Linked DNA regions of Sus scrofa: region 2 is linked to region 1. A link is a contact called in public Hi-C data. All regions are on one chromosome and are shown on one strand. Each heading gives the region's core, a stretch centred on a gene start, on an enhancer-like site or on the middle of the called end of the contact. The rest is flanking DNA. Distances are from core to core; before and after follow the strand shown.

Region 1 (4,213 bases), core at 1,652-4,151:
CTTTGTTCTTCCTCATACACGCCTAGCAAGCTCCTGTCTCAAGTTTCGGCATTCACATGCCCTTTGGCTGAAATGCTCCTTCCTCCAATATTCGATATTCACGTTGCAGGCTTCCTCTCTCCATTCATTCAAAAGTCAGTGTCTTCTTGGACATTCTTTCTAAATATATGCTGCCTCTAGGCATTCCGTATCCTCACATCTTCCTTTATTTTCCTTCCTGGCACTTATTACCCGACACCATTAGATATTTGTTGATTTATTTGAATATCCATCTCCTCCACTAGTACATCAGTTCCTCATCTGTCTCAGTCACCACTACATCTGCACAGTCCAGACAGTGCTCAGTACACAAAAACACACAGAAGTAACTCTTTTCAGAAATGGACAATTCAACAAACTCTGATCTGACCACCTAGCTCATGCTATTTCCATTACATCACGCTGCTTCCCAGGAAAAAGATAAATGTGTATTTTGTCATTTCTCCCCCAACAGAATAAAAGGTCCTTGTCTTATACATTTTTTTAAGCCCTACCAGGCCCAGCAAGTAGTAAATGCTAGGTAAATACGATGAAATGAGAGAGTGAAAAGGCCTCATAAGAGGTAAAGAAGAAAGAAAAGAGTTGATGGCATGAAGCTCTAATATGTATTCTATAGCACCGCTGACCATTCAGTGGTTATTAATCTTTTTAATTTCCTATATGCCTATCTGCCCAAGCCACAGTTAGGAGTTTTGAAGGAGATGAAAATTAACCAAATTTGAAGTCCCAGCCTCAAAGAGCTAACATATATGTAACTATCAAAATGTAAATTGTAATATACACTTTTGAAAGAGATATAATTAAGGAGCTATGGATTTCAAGGAAAGGGAAATTACTTCTAGTTGAGGGATTAACAGAAGAACCTGTGAAGAGGTGGCACCTGAAACGGTTAAAATGAAAATTGAAAGATGAGTAACAGCTGGATGATAGCCTATAAACCTCCTGAAAGACAAGAGCTATAGTTTATTCATTTTGGTGTCCTTAATGCTTCACAAAATGTCTGAAATGTAACAACATTCAATAAATGTTTAACAAATTTGGGAGGAGCAAGGCATTCCAGGCAGAAGGAAGAGAATGTCAGTAAAATACAGACATCAGAGAATGCAGGACAAGGATGAGCAAATAAATAAATAAATAGTGAGGACTGGCTGGTAAAAAGAGTTCAGGAAAGGGAATGGCAAGAAGTAGGTAGGGCCAGAATAAGGAGTGCCAGCAAGACAGACTAAGGGGTGTCGACATTATATGCAGGCAAGGAGAGAATATTAAAAACTTTTACACAGGAGAATGTGATTTCAGGAGTTCAGCAGGATCCCTCTGTTTGAAACCATAACTCTATCACCACTTCCTCATATAGTGTTTAACTTCTATTGTTAGATAGTATTTTCCCTTAAGGTGTACCCTCTCTAGGAATCTTAATATCCTAATTCTCCTGAGAGGTAATTGAAAAAGCTGATGTCAATCATTTATATCTTAGTGTAAATTGGATAACCAATTGACCTTCTTTGGGCTACATTAAGTACACAGAGCCTCTGGGAATTGTGATGATAAAAGATAACTTTATGACTCTGAGACACTACCCTGGAAGGACAGAGTGGGATGCAAAAAAGAGGTTAATTAATGCCTTGGTTTAAGAGCCAATTGTGTTCTTTCCAAAAGCAGAACAAAGATAAATAGAAGACGTTATAATCTCCCATAATGGGAAGTGTTAAGTTGATGACTTGGAAAATAAAAGTAAGGAGAAATATGATAAACTGAACATTTTTAAGAGGGGGGAAAGGTTTTGTGGCATTTATACTGAGTTGAGTTTTGCTCAGAAGTGGCAAGTAAAGATTTCACCAAAATCACATCAATCACAACTTCATGAACTATGATGGACAATTAATATTCAAGGAATATGATGGTGAAGAAGAAATTTTAAAAGAAAACGTTGCAAATCCACCCAAATAGTGGTATATACCAAAAATGGCAATCAGGATAAAAAAAAACCACGTGATACCCCTGGGAATTCCAGTTAGATTTAACAGAAACCACATATCTCATTTGGATGGTTTTCTGCTTTCTAAAACTCAAATCCTCAATCTGGACTGGAGGAGGCTCGTTCTGCTGGCTAGTTGGGCGACAGGAGGCGAAGAAAACACTGGGGCACGTTCTCGCAGACGTGCACCTGACGACCCCACTTTCCCCGCAGAATAGGGAGGGGGTGGGGTAGGCACTCACCGCTTGTCGATGGCGTCGATGTTTGAATGGAGGAGCCACAGCTCCTCCGTGTTGTCCTGCCTGGACGACAGGATCAGGTGGTGACCAGTCAGACACAAGGTCCCCTCGACGGCCGGGTAGAAAGGCCGGTGCAGCACCACGTTGTCCACCCGCGGCGTCTTAATCAGCTCCGCAAACTCCATGTTCCCCAGCGGCCGGAGCCAGGGGACTGCCGAGTCCGGGAGGTGCGAGAAGGTTACACCGCCGCAGGGCTGAAGGGAACGACCCGGCACTGGGCAGGCCGGAGGGGCGGGAGCCGGGGCGGGGTGGCCGCGCCCCGCCCCAAGCCGGGGTAGGCGCGGCGAGGCCCCTGGCCACCGTCACTGGCCAGTGAAAGATCTGGGCTGGGCCAGGCCGAGCGTCTCTGCCACACCGCTCAGTCCCCGCCCCAGGCCGAGGACTCGTGTAGTGAGGACGCTCCGCGACAAACCCAACAGCTACCGCCGCACCTAGGGACCCGGCCCCGGGTGGGAAGGATGCAAGGAGGAGGAGGAGGCCGCCCTAGGGTCAGAGTCTAAAACTGAGACCCTAAGGACTCCTGGCGGAAGTAGCTGCTCGCAGCGGGAGCCTAGAGCAACTCCGGGCGGAAGCGGCGAGCTTGAAATTCATATGACAGGAAGTCAGACTCGGATGTCTGACCCCCGCCTATGTCCTATGAAAATGCCTCCGGATATACAGCCGGAACTGAAGATTTGTGTTCCTAGTAGGAAAAAGCTCTTTGTCCGTATGCCCCCCACTGCATCCGCCACCCACACAAATATTTCTTAGGAGAAAAGGCCGAGGGAAAAGGGACGGTAAGAAGAGGTCCCTGATCTGCCTTCTTCCACTTGAGTAGTAATTCTTCAAGTAATCGTCTTCAGAGCGGAAGGCTGCTGTTAATTGTGACGATTTTCATCCATTCGCGGTGAAAAGGCGGCAGGTGGGATCGAACCGGTGATTATGACTCCAGAGACGCTCTAGGTGTAAGGGAGGGGCAAGGACGGATGCCGCAGGGGTTGTGACCTTGAACAAACACCTGTGAGAGGGGGGACCTAGGAAGAAATACATACAATACACAGAAAAGGAAGCGATGTCCTGTACGGAAGCTCCAGTGACTTCCAAAACACGGCTAATCTGTAGCGGCTCTTTCAATCTAGGTCTATGAAATCCAAGGCACTGGGCATTGTTCACCACTGCACTGTTTCGCCATTGAATACAATCCAACGAAACTACTTCCAGACGCCTAGATTATGCCAGGAAGCAACAGAGAAGGGAGACCGAGGAGAAATGATTTATAAAGCTTTTTTTTTTTTTCCTTGACTTGGAATTTTTGTTGTTTTCCCACTGTGTAGTTCATCATAGCAATTACCAGTTGTGGACGGGAAAATTTACTTACAAAATGAAAAATTAGGGAAAGTGTTATGGAGAAGTTAGAGTAAGATTTACAACCCGCATGAAGTGTAGCCAAGATAGCTGACGAGTTTGATGATGCCTACTAGAACTAAGGAAAAATTCTTTAGAAATTTCGTGACTTCTTCCTGAAAAAGAGCCTATGGAAAGAATATAATATCATTAATTTTTTTTTTATCTTTTTTTGCTATTTCTTGGGCCGCTTCCGCGGCATATGGAGGTTCCCAGGCTAGGGGTCCAATCGGAGCTGTAGCCACTGGCCTACGCCAGAGCCACAGCAACGCGGGATCCGAGCCGCGTCTGCAACCTACACCACAGCTCACGGCAACGCCGGATCGTTAACCCACTGAGCAAGGGCAGGTACCGAACCCGCAACCTCATGGTTCCTAGTCGGATTCGTTAACCACTGCGCCACGATGGGAACTCCGTAAATTTTAAAATGTTTAATATTCCATTAAGGCATAAACTCTTTTTGCCCACGAGAGAAAACTGTCAATATTATGCTGGACTGTAATAATGAAATACCGGA
Region 2 (4,064 bases), core at 1,072-3,571, 520 kb before region 1:
CAGATCCCACATTGTTGTGGGTGTGGTGTAGGCCAGCAGCTGAAGCTCTGATTAGACCCCTAGCCTGGAAACTTCCATATGCCCCAGGTGTGGCCCTAAAAAGAAAAAAATAATAACACATAAATAATGGTAAAACACATAACACGAAATTTACCATCTTGACCATTTTGAAGCACGCAGTTCAATAGTTTTCAGTACAGTCACACTGTTGAGCACCCAATCTCCAAAATTAAACCACTCAGTTCTGGGATGTTACTCAGTGAAAACCAACTGACACTCTGAGATAACAGACTTCCAGAGCTTTAGCCAGTGCCTGGCACAGAGCACAGAGAACTCAATAAATAGTGTCTATTAATATTATTACCGCTATTAATTTGATCATCTCTCTATATAATCTTATAATCTTGTTCACCTGTCAAATTACTGTTCCAAAAACATTGCTTTGATCATGTCATAGTCTTGCATGCAACCACTGCCTGTTTTACTGAATTCAGTACAGCCCCTGGCTTCCTACAGGTACTCACTGAACTTTGCTCTTCTAACTGGAGTCCCCAATTCCAGCCAGGCTGGTTTCATTACATACACACACACAGAGCTCAGTCCTAACTACATGACTTGGCTCACATTGGCTTTTCCTACTGATCTAAAACTAGCATCTCTTCAAAGCCCTACAGCATACAAAGTGCTTTTCCTGTGTTTTCTGAAAACTCTTTGCTGGAAAACATTTCCTCTTCACTAAAATGTCCTGAAATGTGAATGTACTTTAAATTACTTGACACTTCCTAGGTGATCTTTCATACACCTGTTCTCCATCAGACTAGGAGCCACTAAAGGGATAGTTTCCAGGTGTGTCCATCACACAAAGTATGTTCAACTTTTAGCTGAATCTGGATGATCTTCCGCTGAATGTGACTCAGTGGCCTGTCTCCTCAATGGCAAGCAGCATGATAGGGTCAGGAGAGGGAGCTCTGGAAATCAGACTGCCAGGGTCAATGGCCACTGAACAGCTGTGAGAAGACCTCAGGTAATAATTAGCCTCTCTATGCCTGTTTCTTCATCTACAAACGCAGGAAAAATAATAGTAGCTTTATTACATTTTATCGACCTGACAAGATAATGAGCTCTCTGGGTGTCTTATTTATCTATACATGTCATTCTGCCATGCTGCAACCCGTATAATACCTAAATACAGAACAGGTGTTTAATAAATGGCTGCTAAATAGTCAACAGAGGTGGAGGCTAGTCAACAGATGGAGGCTAGACTTGAAGGATGAGGATTCTAAGTTACGAGATAATAGGAAAACTTTTCTTTCCGATGGAAAACGTAAATGTTTTAATAAAGGACAACAACTAAGAGTAAATTTAAACAAAGAACAGTATTTGTGGTATTTCCATTGGGAAAAATAATTCAGAACTCTTGCTATAACCCACTAATTTGGCTGAATGTGTCTATTCATTCAATAATCACTTAAGAATAATTTTTTCTTGTTAGAATAAATACCTTTGTAAGCATTCACTTAACAAAGGGTACACGAGTGAGGCAGATGAAACATAAACAAAACCAAGTCCGGCCGTGAGCTGCCAGTAGTGTAGCTAATCAACATACATAAAGACAACAAGGAAGCACTTGCAAGAGCAGATACCACGTTCCAAAAAAACTGAGGGAGCTCTGAGGAGGAAGGCATGGATCCTGCTGATCAGAGGAAGAAGTTTATGGAGGAGATGGTGTAACTGAAAAATGGAAGGATGAGTAAGGTTTCATTCCAGAAGAGGTATTCGTGACAATATCTGCATAGTTCATGACGTTCACAAAATCCTCTCACACGTCCTCTACCCATGTAGTCTCAGTTTTGCAACCCACGTATTTAGAACACAGAAAAATATCAATGCTCGGGGACAGAACGAAATTAGAAGCAAAACTACCTGAAGAGCAATGTCTTAAACGAGCAGAAACATTTTAAGCAGCAAGACCACTTGGTGAGGACGCCTAGGGGACCAAGGTCAGCCAGGCCGGATGTTGGATTACGGGGAGCGGACCCAGGCTGGGCGGGTGGGGCTGCCTGACAGGGCAGGGGTCTGCTCCTCAGAGGGAAGGAGAGAGTCCGAGGCTTCTGGCAGCGCTGGCTGCAGCTCTCGATTTGGGGTCGGATCAGCCAGGCCCGGAAGCCGACCGTCCAGCGCAGCCTCCCGGCTCCGCCAGGGTGCAGAGATGCTCGGCCCACCTGATTCATCTTGGGTATCACCTTCCGCCGGCCCCCCATCTGGAAGCGCAGCAGATTGTAGAACTCCTCGGGGTGCCCCAGGCACTTCACGAACTCCATGCTGCTGGCAGCGGCCAACTATCCGAAATCTGGTCTCACCTCGAGGATACCTCGGGCTGGCACCGGTCCGCACTTAACCAAGCATTAAGCGAAGGAGGCGCGGCGGGAGGGCGGGGCTGGCGTGGCGGGCCCCGAGAAACGGCGCCACGCCCACTTCCCCTCCAACCTCCACCGGCCTCCGGCTCTCGCGCCGCAGCCTGTGGGCTCGCGGGGTGGACTGACGGGCGCTGATTGGCCAGGGCCGCTCGCACCAGGAAGATGCTGGCCAATCGGCGGCAGGATGAGTCTGGCGTGAGGACCACATCCTAGAGGCTAATTGGAGGGTGAGAAAGAGGAGGAGGGGTGAGATTGGCATTCCTGGTGGGGGCGGGCCCTTGTTATCTCCGCCTATCCTGCCCAGAGCCAGATCTGCTCAGCCTCTAAGCGGAACTAAGTTCCTTAGAGGTTCTCTTGGCCAATGTCCGCTAGGATTTTGTTAATAAGCTGAATGCTTGTTTGCCCTGCTGGCCAAATCAGTTCTTCCTGGAGAGAAGCCAAGACTCACTGTGGGTGGGATCGGCCTGAGGCTTCCGAGCATCCAAATTTAGTTCCCAAAATGGATTTGAAGCGTTTCTTCGACCCTTCCGAAGGTGATGAGGAAAATTTTATCTCTATTCTAAATCTCTCACAAGCCCAGGAAACTGCTTGCTCTCCCAGCCGTTAAATTTATATTAACACAGCAACCAGTGATCCTTTTTAAAATTAATGTCAGATCGGGATCACTGCCTGAAAACCCCCGCAATGTCTCACCAGTTCACTTAGTAAAGGTCAAAGTCCCTAGGAGAGGCTTACAATCACTGCCTGTGGAGCCTTCTATCCCCATTGCCTCTCTCACCCCCATTTTTAATCCCTTTCTCCACCGCCCCAGGGAGGGGGTGGTGTGCAGTGGCTCAATGTAGGATCTCAGTTCCCTGACCAGGGACTGAACCCCAGCTGCAGCAGTGAAATCGCTGAGTCCTAACCACTCTACCGCCAAGGAACTCCACATAATAATGCAACACTTTGCTGTCCCCCACAAGTGGCAGACTTAACCTATCCTAACAACTTTCTCACTGAACCTGCAAAAGGCACTAACAGTCTCCCAGTGGCCTAATTATATATAAAATACAGATGTCATCCCTAACCTCTCTCTGCTCTCCCTACATCCACCCTTTGGAAGTCATTCATGCGTTCTCTGGAGTCCAAGAAACAAACGTCTCTCATATTTTTTTGGCTGCCTCGCGGCATTTTGAGTTCCCAGAGCCAGAGATCAGATCCGAGCCACAGCTGCCACCTATGCCCACAGCTGTGGCACCTCGGGATCCCCCAACCCTCACTGGCCAGGCTGGTGATCAAACCTGTGTCCTGGCACTGCAGAGACGCCGCTGATCCCATTGCACCACAGCGGGAACTCCTAAACATCTCTCGTCTTAATCTCTCTTCTCCATCAAGGTTCAAGCCCCAACTTCTCTCCCAAACTATTTTAAGATCAGCTTCCCATCTCTCTCCATCCATTCCCTTGTGATAGCTCAAGTAACTGTATCTAAAACACACACTTGATTATTTCACTCTTGCCTACCGTCTTTTCATTTCAAATTCCATAAAAGAAATCCCTTTCAAGATAAAATCAAGGCCCCCTTATGCTACGCTGAGCCAGCGCCTGGGCCTGGAATGGGGCCACAGCCACAGCTGAGCCGGCCGCCTCCCACTGCGCCCGGGTCATGG

Evidence for each region. A called contact is a pair of places that touch in the nucleus more often than the background predicts.
Region 2: a Hi-C map of skeletal muscle shows a contact between it and region 1, with 5 times the contacts expected there. The contact joins the promoter of FDFT1 here to the promoter of MTMR9 in region 1. A contact is called at or near these places in 2 of 47 Hi-C or Micro-C datasets (heart right ventricle and skeletal muscle) and 1 of 2 datasets of contacts at active chromatin or transcription factors (alveolar macrophages).

The regions. Positions count from the first base shown.
Region 1 is chr14:14,456,662-14,460,874 of Sscrofa11.1, reverse strand. MTMR9 (myotubularin-related protein 9) reads right to left here and starts at 2,901. Exons shown (of 10, transcript XM_021072388.1): 1 at 2,257-2,901. The coding sequence starts at 2,438.
Region 2 is chr14:14,974,516-14,978,579 of Sscrofa11.1, reverse strand. FDFT1 (farnesyl-diphosphate farnesyltransferase 1) reads right to left here and starts at 2,321. Exons shown (of 8, transcript NM_001167648.1): 1 at 2,223-2,321. The coding sequence starts at 2,321. It also overlaps the pseudogene LOC100623855.